Regions from separate parts of the Hordeum vulgare genome. Here region 2 is linked to region 1. The links are chromatin contacts, called in public Hi-C maps. All regions are on one chromosome and are shown on one strand. Each heading gives the region's core, a stretch centred on a gene start, on an enhancer-like site or on the middle of the called end of the contact. The rest is flanking DNA. Distances are from core to core; before and after follow the strand shown.

Region 1 (4,981 bases), core at 779-3,278:
CATTTGCTACAGGCTTTTGGGACTCGACTTTTTTAATTAAGGGCTAAGAGGGTTCATTAAGTTAATACACATAAACTTCATTGAGCTTCAACACATTAGAATTCGAGAACATCTACTCACAATGTTTATTCAGTGGTTGCGAAATGATAGCCATGCGAAATTGCTTTTTTAATATAGATATAATGATGTCCAACATTTGTAACATAAGCTACATATTATTGGACTAATTGCTTGCTAAAGCATGAATTTTGACAGTCAAACTATGGCTTGTATTTTGGATTGAGGTAGCATTATGATAGAAATTACTCAAAGATTTTGTTCGACGGGAAACTGGATATATGACCAACCAATATTTTAAGTATTTGAGAACTATAAGATACTTATGCAATACAATTATTTTCTGTTAAGTTTTTTTTTTTTGCTATTGTATATCCACAGATATAAGTATTTCCAAATTAATAAATACTTGAACTTATAAAAAATACATGACATACATTTTTATCATAGAATGAACCATTTTCAAACATATGAGTCGCTTGTCGCAACAAGTACGCTTGCCCGCGAAAACTATGCGTCGGCCTTACCGGTTCTTAATACGAATCACCAACGGGCGACATACCATACTGACCCACTTAGTCCACTCGGTGGCAGCTAGTTCTAGCTGTTCCTAGGTTCTCTCGAACAACTTTTTTTATTTTATTTTCCTTTTTGATTTCCTTGGTTTTTCATTGGTGTTTTTATTATATTTTTTCATTCTTCATTTTCCTTTCTTCGCCTTTTACTCTTCTGGCTAATTGTTTCTCTTTGTTTATTGTTTTATTGTTTTATTGTTTTATTTTATTTTTTTATTTTTAATACATGTCTACCTTATATTATTATAAAATTTATATTTTTAAATTACACATAAAACATTGTTCCAATACATGTTGGACATTTTTAAAACAAATTATGTACATTTTTAATATAAGTTTTGAACATCTTTTTGTACTTATGGTAATACTGTTTTCTAAATACATGTTGTATACTTTTTAAATAACAATAAATGGTTTCCAAGCTACACAAACGTTCTTCTTACATTGAAAAATATTGTGTAAAATTTTTACGGACATTTTCTTCGAAACAGACAAATATTTATTAAAATGTCAGCATACATTTTAGTGGAAACAAATATTTTGTATGACCTGAGGCGGCATTTTTCATTTTTAATATAATTGTTTCTAAATGTAATGAACATTTTCCATCAAACACGGATATATTTCAATCAAACCTGACGTATATTTCCTAGTGACACGAATATTTTTATAATATAGTACTATTATTGTTTTCACAAGATTAACATGTTTCAGACACATAATTAGTATTTACTGCTCTTTTTGGTTCAAATTGTACATTTTTTAATGCAAGAAGGAAAATTTTCTATACATATTTAACATTTTAAATAACAGATCAGTGTTTAGTGAAATTTTATGTAAAGTGATTTTTGTAATATATATATTTAATTTTTTTTCGAAATATAAATGAATTTTTTTAAAAATAAAAGAAACAATACAAAAAGGACATGGATCTTTTGCTCCTGAGCTCATATGCTTTCTCATGAACAGTAAAATCAAAATAATTAGTAAAAACATTCTGATTTTTTGCATAACATTTTTGGAAGTCGTGGCGAAAAAAACAAAATTGCTGCTCCAAAAATGCTAGTTTTTAATACATGTTGGACTATTAATTTTGTTTTTTCGCTGCGACTTCAACGAATGTTATTTCGTGTTGAATTTGGGTACGCATGTAAAACATTTGTCAAAATTAACAAAAAAATAATTTCAGAACTATTTGAATTATTTTACTTTTTTATTTGATTTTAATGTTCACGAGGGAGTATTAGAGCTCGGGAGTAGAATATGACTTTCGATACGAAAACAGAAATATGAATAAAAATGAAAGAAAAACACGCGACAAGGTGCCTTAAGTACTGGGCCGGTCCAATACCTGCTCCCTCGAGGCGAGCTCTCGCTTGCCTCAGGACAAATCTCAAGGAAATGCCTATTTGCCGCGCGTCGACGCAAATTGCCAGGTTTCGTGCAGCCGGGTCACCGCTTCTGCAATACCGGTTTTGGGAATCTTCTAGGAGGTTTCTGAACCGGCTTTTTTTGTTTTGAGAACTTTCTAGGTGGTTCGTGAACTGGTTGTTTTTATTGGTTCAATTTTTTTCCTCTTTCTTTTTTATTTTCTTTCCTTTTTATGTTTCTGTTTCTTTTTATTTTTCCGTTTTTATAATTATATTTATTTTCTTTCTTGTTCTTGAGAATTTGAAATCTTGTTCAAAAATTCGAAATATGTTCAGAAATTCAAAAATGTTACAGTTATTATCTTTTGTTCACATTTTCCATTTTCTATAAAGATGTTCGCGTATTTAGAAAAAAAATGTTCCTCTTTCAAATATTGTTCAAAATTTAAAAAATGTTCGCGTTTTGAAATTTAGTTCAGTAGTTTGAAAACATGTTCCTCTTTAAAAATTCTTCTGGAAATATAAGAGAAATGTACGCCTTTTCCAATTTTGTTCGGTAGTATCAATAAATGCTTATAAATTTACAAATGTTTGCATTTTTTCCGATTTCGTAAATATTTTAGAAAAATATTCCTGATTTGAATTTTGTGCGGAAATTCCAAAAAGATCAGAATTTCAAATATTTGTTCGCTTCTTATGAAAAATGTTCAAAAATTAAATTTTAAATTTGAAAACTTTAATGTTTGCATTTAAAAAAATTAGAAAATGTTCCCAATTTCAAACAGTGTTCACAAATAAAAAAAATCAAAAAAAAAATTGCAAATTCAGAAAAATGTTCCCACACTCAACTTTTGTGAGGTGAAGAGATGCTATTGAAGAACCTTTCTTGCTATCTTTGTGACGTGAAGAGATGGTTGGTGCACATATAATCATTGTTGTCGTTTGTTAATTGTTTCTTTGTTCGGTTTGGATTTTTTTTCCCTTTTCCTCGAGAGCTTTGGTATTGTATAACTTTTCTTTTTTGCTAGAGTGTTTCTTCCTGGTTGTACGATTGGTATTGACTCTGTACATCATAGTTATGAAGAGATGAGTGTAGCTCATTGTATTTGTAACCCCTTCATGTTTCATATTAAGTCAGTAAATTCACCTTTTTTTTGTATATGCACCTTTATTCTTTAATTTATGTAGGGTTCCATCAATACACCCCTAGAAAAGTGTACGAATTTCCATGTAGATTGAGTATAAGTTATCTTAATGGATGAAACAAGAGATCATAACAGTCTAATCTTTATATTGTCTTAATGGATGAAACAAGAGATCACAACAGTCTAATCACTCCCCTTCAAAAGTGTGTACTATCGTACCGAAACAAAACTCTGCACACACTTTATTAATTGCGATCAATCGTAAGATACACCTCCATGCATGCATTGCGGGTCCACTAAACATGGAAGAAATAACCATGCTTGCCTCGGAGCTTGTGCGTGAACCGTTGCTTCAAGTTCATACGATTTCATTCTCTTTCTTCTTTTATTATGCGCCATGTCATCAAAATCATCTATGTGGCAATATTATCAACGATGATCATACAATCATTGGAGATGCCCTTACTGCGCGAGCTAGGGCCGGATTAGCAATCATATCAACCAATACTGTACGTACAAGATCATGCATCGTTGAGCCGCTTGGTGGGCGAGACGGCCTCGATGGCCTCCCCGAGCGGCCACGCGGCCTCGATGAAGTACTCCCCGTGCTTCACCTTCTGCGCCACGGTGATCTCCTTGGTCGGCTCCAAGCCGAACCCGTCCACGAGCAGGGAGTACTGGTAGACGAGGTCCATGCAGATGTAGGGCGCGTCCACGGACCGCACCTTGGGGTACGCGGCCTTGGCCTCCAGGAAGCTCATCGGGCAGATCTCCTCGGCGGCGGCCCTGAACGCCGCCGGCGTGGTCTTCCCGCTGCTCGCCTCGCTGTCGATCAGGCCGACGTCTGCTGCCATGTAGTAGAAGCTGGAGGTGACGTAGAGCTCGGCCTGGCCGGGGCCGCCGCCGCCGTTCCACGCGCCGTTGAAGGTGCAGTTCTTGGCCGCGCATGGCGCGCTGATTCTCAGCGCCCTGGTCACGTCCTCTCTGCACTTTTCGTACGCCGCTCCTTGCGGTGCTGCTATGGCGTCGTATTGCTCTCCGTTGTAGGTGTATTTGCCTTCATTCATTCGATCAAAGGATATATATGCACATCGATCAGATGTTCTTGATTATGTTAGATGTGCCCTGCTTATATCAAACCAAATTAATCAGTGATATATGTATAGTACCATCGTATCCGCGCAGCACGCAGTAGCTGACTGGTCCGTTCTTGGCCTTGAAGATCTCTACCCTTGAAGCCTGTGCGCCGTAGTGCAAGTAGCTGAAATGGTTCCAAAAATTACCAGATGTCAAGCCACTGATTAGCCAAGCCAAGTACTCTTTCGGTAGTGTAATATAAAAAACGCTCTTATATTATGAGACCGAGGAGGTAGTTAGCGGTGCACAAGGCTTTGTAGCATTGCAAAACAACAGAGATGTCGTAAAATAGGAGAAGAGAAATGAGTAACCTGTGAACGTAGACGTTGTAATCTTTTCCTTTGAGGTACTCTTTGGTGACGTATGGGTCCTCCCCTTGAGGCACCGTGGGAGCGGCAGCTGCGGCGTTCGCTGAGATGGCATATGCCATCTGCACGGACCCACCTCCAAGGTCGATCACTGCCACCGTCTTGGAGTAGTCTCCTCCCAGTTTACCCAGCAGGTAATTCAGAGCAACCTACGTACGTACGTACGAGCGATATTAATAATTTGTGTAACAAGCAGTAAATAATTGTTCCACGTGGATATATGGACTGAGTAATTTATTAAGGTCATCTATCTAAGTGGTGTATATATATATATATATACGTACCCATAGGTAAGATCCTTCCTGAGACCCCTTGAGAACATTGATCCA
Region 2 (4,981 bases), core at 1,645-4,144, 220 kb after region 1:
AGAATAGGCCAAATCTATGAGTTTTGACGATGTCCTCGTAATAGGACCACTGGGTTCCCTAGACGTCCGGATCGCCCCGACCCCAAAATCATTGAGTAATATTATAGAAAATTTGCCAGCATAGTCCATATCTATGAGTTTTGGCGAGTTCCCCGTAAGCGGACCACCGGGTTTCCTGGACGTCCGGATCATAACAGACCCAAAATCAGTGAGTAAACTATATAAAACTCGTCAGAATAGGGCAAAGCTATGAGTTTTGGCGAGGTCCCCGCAAGCGGACCCCGGAGTTCCCTGGACATTCGTATCGCAACGGGACCCAAAATCAGTGAGTAATGGTGTTCAAAGCTGGCCAGAATAGGCCAGATCTATGAATTTTGACGAGTACCTCGTAACCGGACCCCGGGGTTCCTCGAACATTCGGATCGTAGCGAGACCCAAAATTAGTGAGTAACAGTATAGAAAACTGGCCAGAAAAGGCCAAAGTTGTGTGTTTTGACGAGGTACCCGCAACTGGACCCACGGGTTCCCCGGACGTTTAGATTGCAGCGTAACCCAAAATTAGTGAGTAGTAGCATAGAAAACTTGTCACAATAGGCCAAATCTGTGAGTTTTGACGAGTTCTTCGCAACCGGTCCCCAGGGTTCCATGGACGTCCGGATCACCCGAGACTCAAAATTAGTGAGTAGAAGTATAGAAAACTGGCTAGAATAGGGCAAATATATGAGTTTTGGCGATGTCCCTGTAAGCGGACCCCGGAGTTCCCCGTTCGGATCGCAGTCGGACCCAAAATCAGTGAGTAATAGTATATAAAACATGCCATAATAGGCTAAATCTATGAGTTTTGGCTTGGTACCCGTAAGCGGAACCCGGAGTTCCCACGGCGTTCGAATCGCTGCGGGACCCAAAATTAGTAAGTAATATTTTAGAAAAGTGGCTAGAATAGGCTAAAGCTATGAGTTTTGATGAGGTCCCTCTAACCGGACCTCGGGGTTCCCCGGACGTTGAGATCGCAGCGGGACCCAAAATCATTGAGTTATTATATAGAAAACTGGCCAGAATTGGCCAAATCTATGAGTTTTGGCGAGGTCCCCGTAAGCAGACCCCGGAGTACCTCGAACGTTCGGATCGTAGCGGGACCCAAAATCAGTGAGTAATACTATAGAAAACTGGTGAGAATAGGCCAAATCTGCGAGTTTTGACGAGGTCCCCGTAAGGATCGCAGCGGGACCCAAAATGAGTGAGTAGTAGTATAGAAAATTAGCAAGAATAGGCCAAATCTGCAAGTTTTGACGAGTTCCCCGTAACCGGACCACGGGGTTTCCCGGACACCCGGATCACAGCGGGACCCAAAATCAGTGGGTAAACTATATAAACCTGGCCAGAATATGCCAATCCTATGAGTTTTGGCGAGGTCCTCGTAAGCGGACCCCAGAGTTCCCTGGACGTTCGCATGGCAACGGGACCGAAAATTAGTGAGTAAACGGTGTAGAAAGCTGGCCAGAATAGGCAAAATCTACGAGTTTTGACGAGTACCCCGTAACCGAACCCCGGGGTTCCCCGAATGTTCGGATCGTAGCGAGACCCAAAATTAGCGTGTAATAATACAAAACACTGACGAGAATAGGCCAAATCTGCGAGTTTTGATGAGGTTCCCGTAACAGGACCACGGGATTCCCCGGACGTCCATCACAGCGGGACCCAAAACCAGTGAGTAGTAGTATAGAAAATTAGCCAGAATAGGCCAAATCTGCGAGTTTTGACGAGTTCCTTGTAACCGGACCACGGGGTTTTCCGGATGTCCGGATCACAGTGGGACCCAAAATCTTTGAGTAATATTATAGAAAGCTGGCCAGAATAGGCCAAATCAACGAGTTTTGACGAGTACCCCGTAACCGGACCCTGTGGTTCCCCGAATGTTCAGATCGCAGATGAACCCAAAAATAGTGAGTAATAGCCTATAAAACTTGCTAGAATTGGCCAAATCTGCGAGTTTTGACGAGGTCCCCGTATCGGGACCCTGGGATCCCCCGGACGTCCGGATCGCCCCGGGATCCCCTGAACGTCTGGATCGCCCCGGGACCTAGTATGAGTGAATAATCGCATAGAAACTTGGCAAAAATACGCCAAAATTGTGTGTTTTGATGAGTTCCTCATATCCGGAATCCGGGGTTCCCCAAATGTTCGGATTGTCTCGAGTCCCAAAATCAGTCAGTATAGGCCAAATCTATGAGTTTTGGCGAGGTACCGTTACTGGACCCCGATTCGAATTATCCGGGACCAAAATCAGTGAATGATACCGTGATATGGGCATTTATAGCCGCTGGATCTCAAAAAATCCAATGGTTCCTCGAAGCTCTTGAAAGAGTCTCAAAATTACGCATAGGTACAACAACTCCTCAGAAGCCATCGGATATGAGATCCAACGGTCTAGGAGCCCCTATCGCGGTAGCATGCGAGGCCCGGCATCACAACTTACCCCACTCATGACACACATCACTGTTTCTCCAAAAGATATTACAACATGCATTCCATCTGATAGAAAAGGTTGACTCCACCATCACATACATCTTCTTGAATTTACCAAAAATAGCTCAAAGCATCTAAGCATCACATACTCCTGCCAAGATGCAAAGATGATGTTTTTATGGGGACATTATAGATTCAGCTCCTCACCTTTTTTTGCCACCAAGAGGGCAGGCATATATATAGGACAAGGACTCTTGTCGAGGCCAAGATCCCTTCTTGTTCTCCGTCCATCATCGTCGTCACAATCTAGAGAGAGAGAGAGTGTGTGACCAGCATAGGGATAGAGAGAGAGAGAGCTCATCCGGCCATCTAGTCCAGTCGTAGAGAGAGAGAGAGAGAGGGAGAAATCCATCGCAGGGGGGAAGCAACGAGGAGAGGGGAGGAAAGGAGGCAGCTTTAAAAAAGAGTCAAACTCCGGCTCCCCCACTTTCTCTCTCTACATCGCCCAATCCCCCCGCACTAATCGCCGTCGCGTCACTGCCCCGTCCCCCCCCTCCGCGCTCGCTCCTCCCTGCTCCCCTCCGCGCCGCTCGCCCAGCTAGGGTTCCGGCCGCCCGATTGGGAAACCCTAGCTCCTCCCCCACCTCCGGCGCCGGCCGGCGGCGTCCTTTCTTCCCCTTTTCCGCGAGAAATTCCCCGCGGATTTCCGACCTCCGGCCGCCAAAACCCTAGCTTTGGGTCTGGGATCGGGGAATCCGTGCGGCGCGCGCGCGGATCCCGGCCGAATCGGCGGGGACGCGCCCTGATCCGCTCCTAGGGTTTCGCGGGGAACCCGGCCCATGCTCGCGGCGGCGGCAGCGGCATGCTTCTGCTGACTCGCTCGGCGAGATGCAGAGGTACGCCGGCGCTGGCAACAGCAATAGCTCTGGGTTTAGCGGCGGCCCGGCGTCGGCCGGCAGCAGGGACAGCTCCAGGCTCGATGTGTCGCCCTACGCTCCGCCCAATTACCCCCTGAACCCAAGGTAACACGCTACTGCCTGCTCCCCCTGTTCTGCTCTGCCCGTGCATATTTAGTTGCTTAATCAAACCGGTATCAACAATAGCGTGTAGTGTTAGCAAGCCGAAGGCGCGTCAATTAGTCTGTATTTAGCTGGTAGTATAGTAGCAGTCTCTCATGGATCAGTAATTACTCAGTAGGCTAAAAAGTATGGTGCCGTCGTAATGGCGCTTCGTTAGAGGCATTATTGCGTTCCGTTATTAGGCCACGCGCACGCTCGAACTTCCAATAATGAACCCGCCGTATGCTATGCTTGGAATTTTCAGCATATTGAATGAAATGAATAGCTATCCTTTTGTATGAACTATTATTCTGTCACAACCTAGCACTGTCTTGCCAAAGCTATTTTAATCGGACCAAGTGCAAGCTAAGCCATCGTATTTACCGTCATTTGTCGTGAAGATGGACTAGCTGGCTTATTTTTTGAATAACACTTCAGGCGACTCTTAATTGTCTATCCACGCCATGATGTGACACGTGAATGTATTATCTATCAAATTCTATGAAATATCTGAGTAGCATCTGCAAAATGGAGATTTTTGTTTGGTTATCTGTCAAGCAATCTCGCGGAGCATCAGGTCCTTATCGTTGGTTGTATATGTCATTACATTAGTACTTCAATCTGTAATGCTGAAAAAAGGAACTGCAGACTTTGTTTGTTGCAAAATGGAGATTTTTATCCTATACCATAAATTCGCAGTATCTAATACGGAGTATGACTAGAACATAGGGTTCTTGATGACTAGAAAAACAATATGCTGGTGCCAAATTCAATTAATTGTTGCCATGTTTCCGTTGAAGTAAGTTGACACTGTTACCCAAATCTGGCATCTGCATTTTCCTGTGCCAGTAGTAAATTGTGACCCGTATTTCCTAATACTACTGTTTTTCAGGCGACAACAACAGCTAGCTCCGTACAGGCTAAAGTGTGACAGGGAACCGCTTAACAACAAGTACGTATAAACTTCTGAACCAAAAGCACTTCACTGAAAGAGCCAGAGTATCCTTATTAATTTATTGTCCGCCTCACAGTGGTTGTATTTTGGTTACTTTCTTTGCCCTTAGTTTCAGCATTGACTCATTGTTTGCATATGTGAACACATTTTCATTGTTCTTTTCGGCAACAGATACTAGTTGTTTTGTCCTGTGATATGACTTCACCTAGTCTCACTGAGTAGTTCTCTTCAATATGGCTCTTTTGTAGGCTTGGACCACCTGACTTCTATCCTCAAACACCAAACTGTCCTGAAGAGACATTAACCAAAGAATATGTACAGTCTGGGTACAAGGAGACTGTTGAAGGAATTGAGGTGTGTTTGGGAATAAAAGCTTTGTATGATGCATTAGGGCTCACCCCCCTTCTTATTGAATATTGTCATGGGTTTAGACATAATTATAAATTTACTACATATCTATCATTCTTGACTGTTATTATTTCTTTGATGGGCTTGATAGGAA

The links. A called contact is a pair of places that touch in the nucleus more often than the background predicts.
Region 2: a contact with region 1 is called in a Hi-C map of leaf, with 3 times the contacts expected there. The contact joins the promoter of LOC123449956 here to the enhancer-like site in region 1. A contact is called at or near these places in 2 of 6 Hi-C or Micro-C datasets (leaf and seedling).

The regions. Positions count from the first base shown.
Region 1 is chr4H:600,700,168-600,705,148 of MorexV3_pseudomolecules_assembly, forward strand. It overlaps LOC123449952 (probable apyrase 3), which reads right to left. Exons shown (of 7, transcript XM_045127333.1): 4 at 4,937-4,981; 5 at 4,596-4,801; 6 at 4,317-4,408; 7 at 3,368-4,204. The coding sequence ends at 3,669. Among protein-coding and RNA genes, the nearest start is that of LOC123449952, 3.5 kb to the right of the region's middle. Within about 2 kb of position 2,029, at least 2 of the 3 cell types and tissues checked have open chromatin away from gene starts, as enhancers often do. A contact at or near this core is called in leaf, where this site is marked.
Region 2 is chr4H:600,920,972-600,925,952 of MorexV3_pseudomolecules_assembly, forward strand. LOC123449956 (mediator of RNA polymerase II transcription subunit 12) reads left to right here and starts at 2,895. Exons shown (of 12, transcript XM_045127338.1): 1 at 2,895-3,488; 2 at 4,417-4,476; 3 at 4,728-4,833; 4 at 4,979-4,981. The coding sequence starts at 3,355.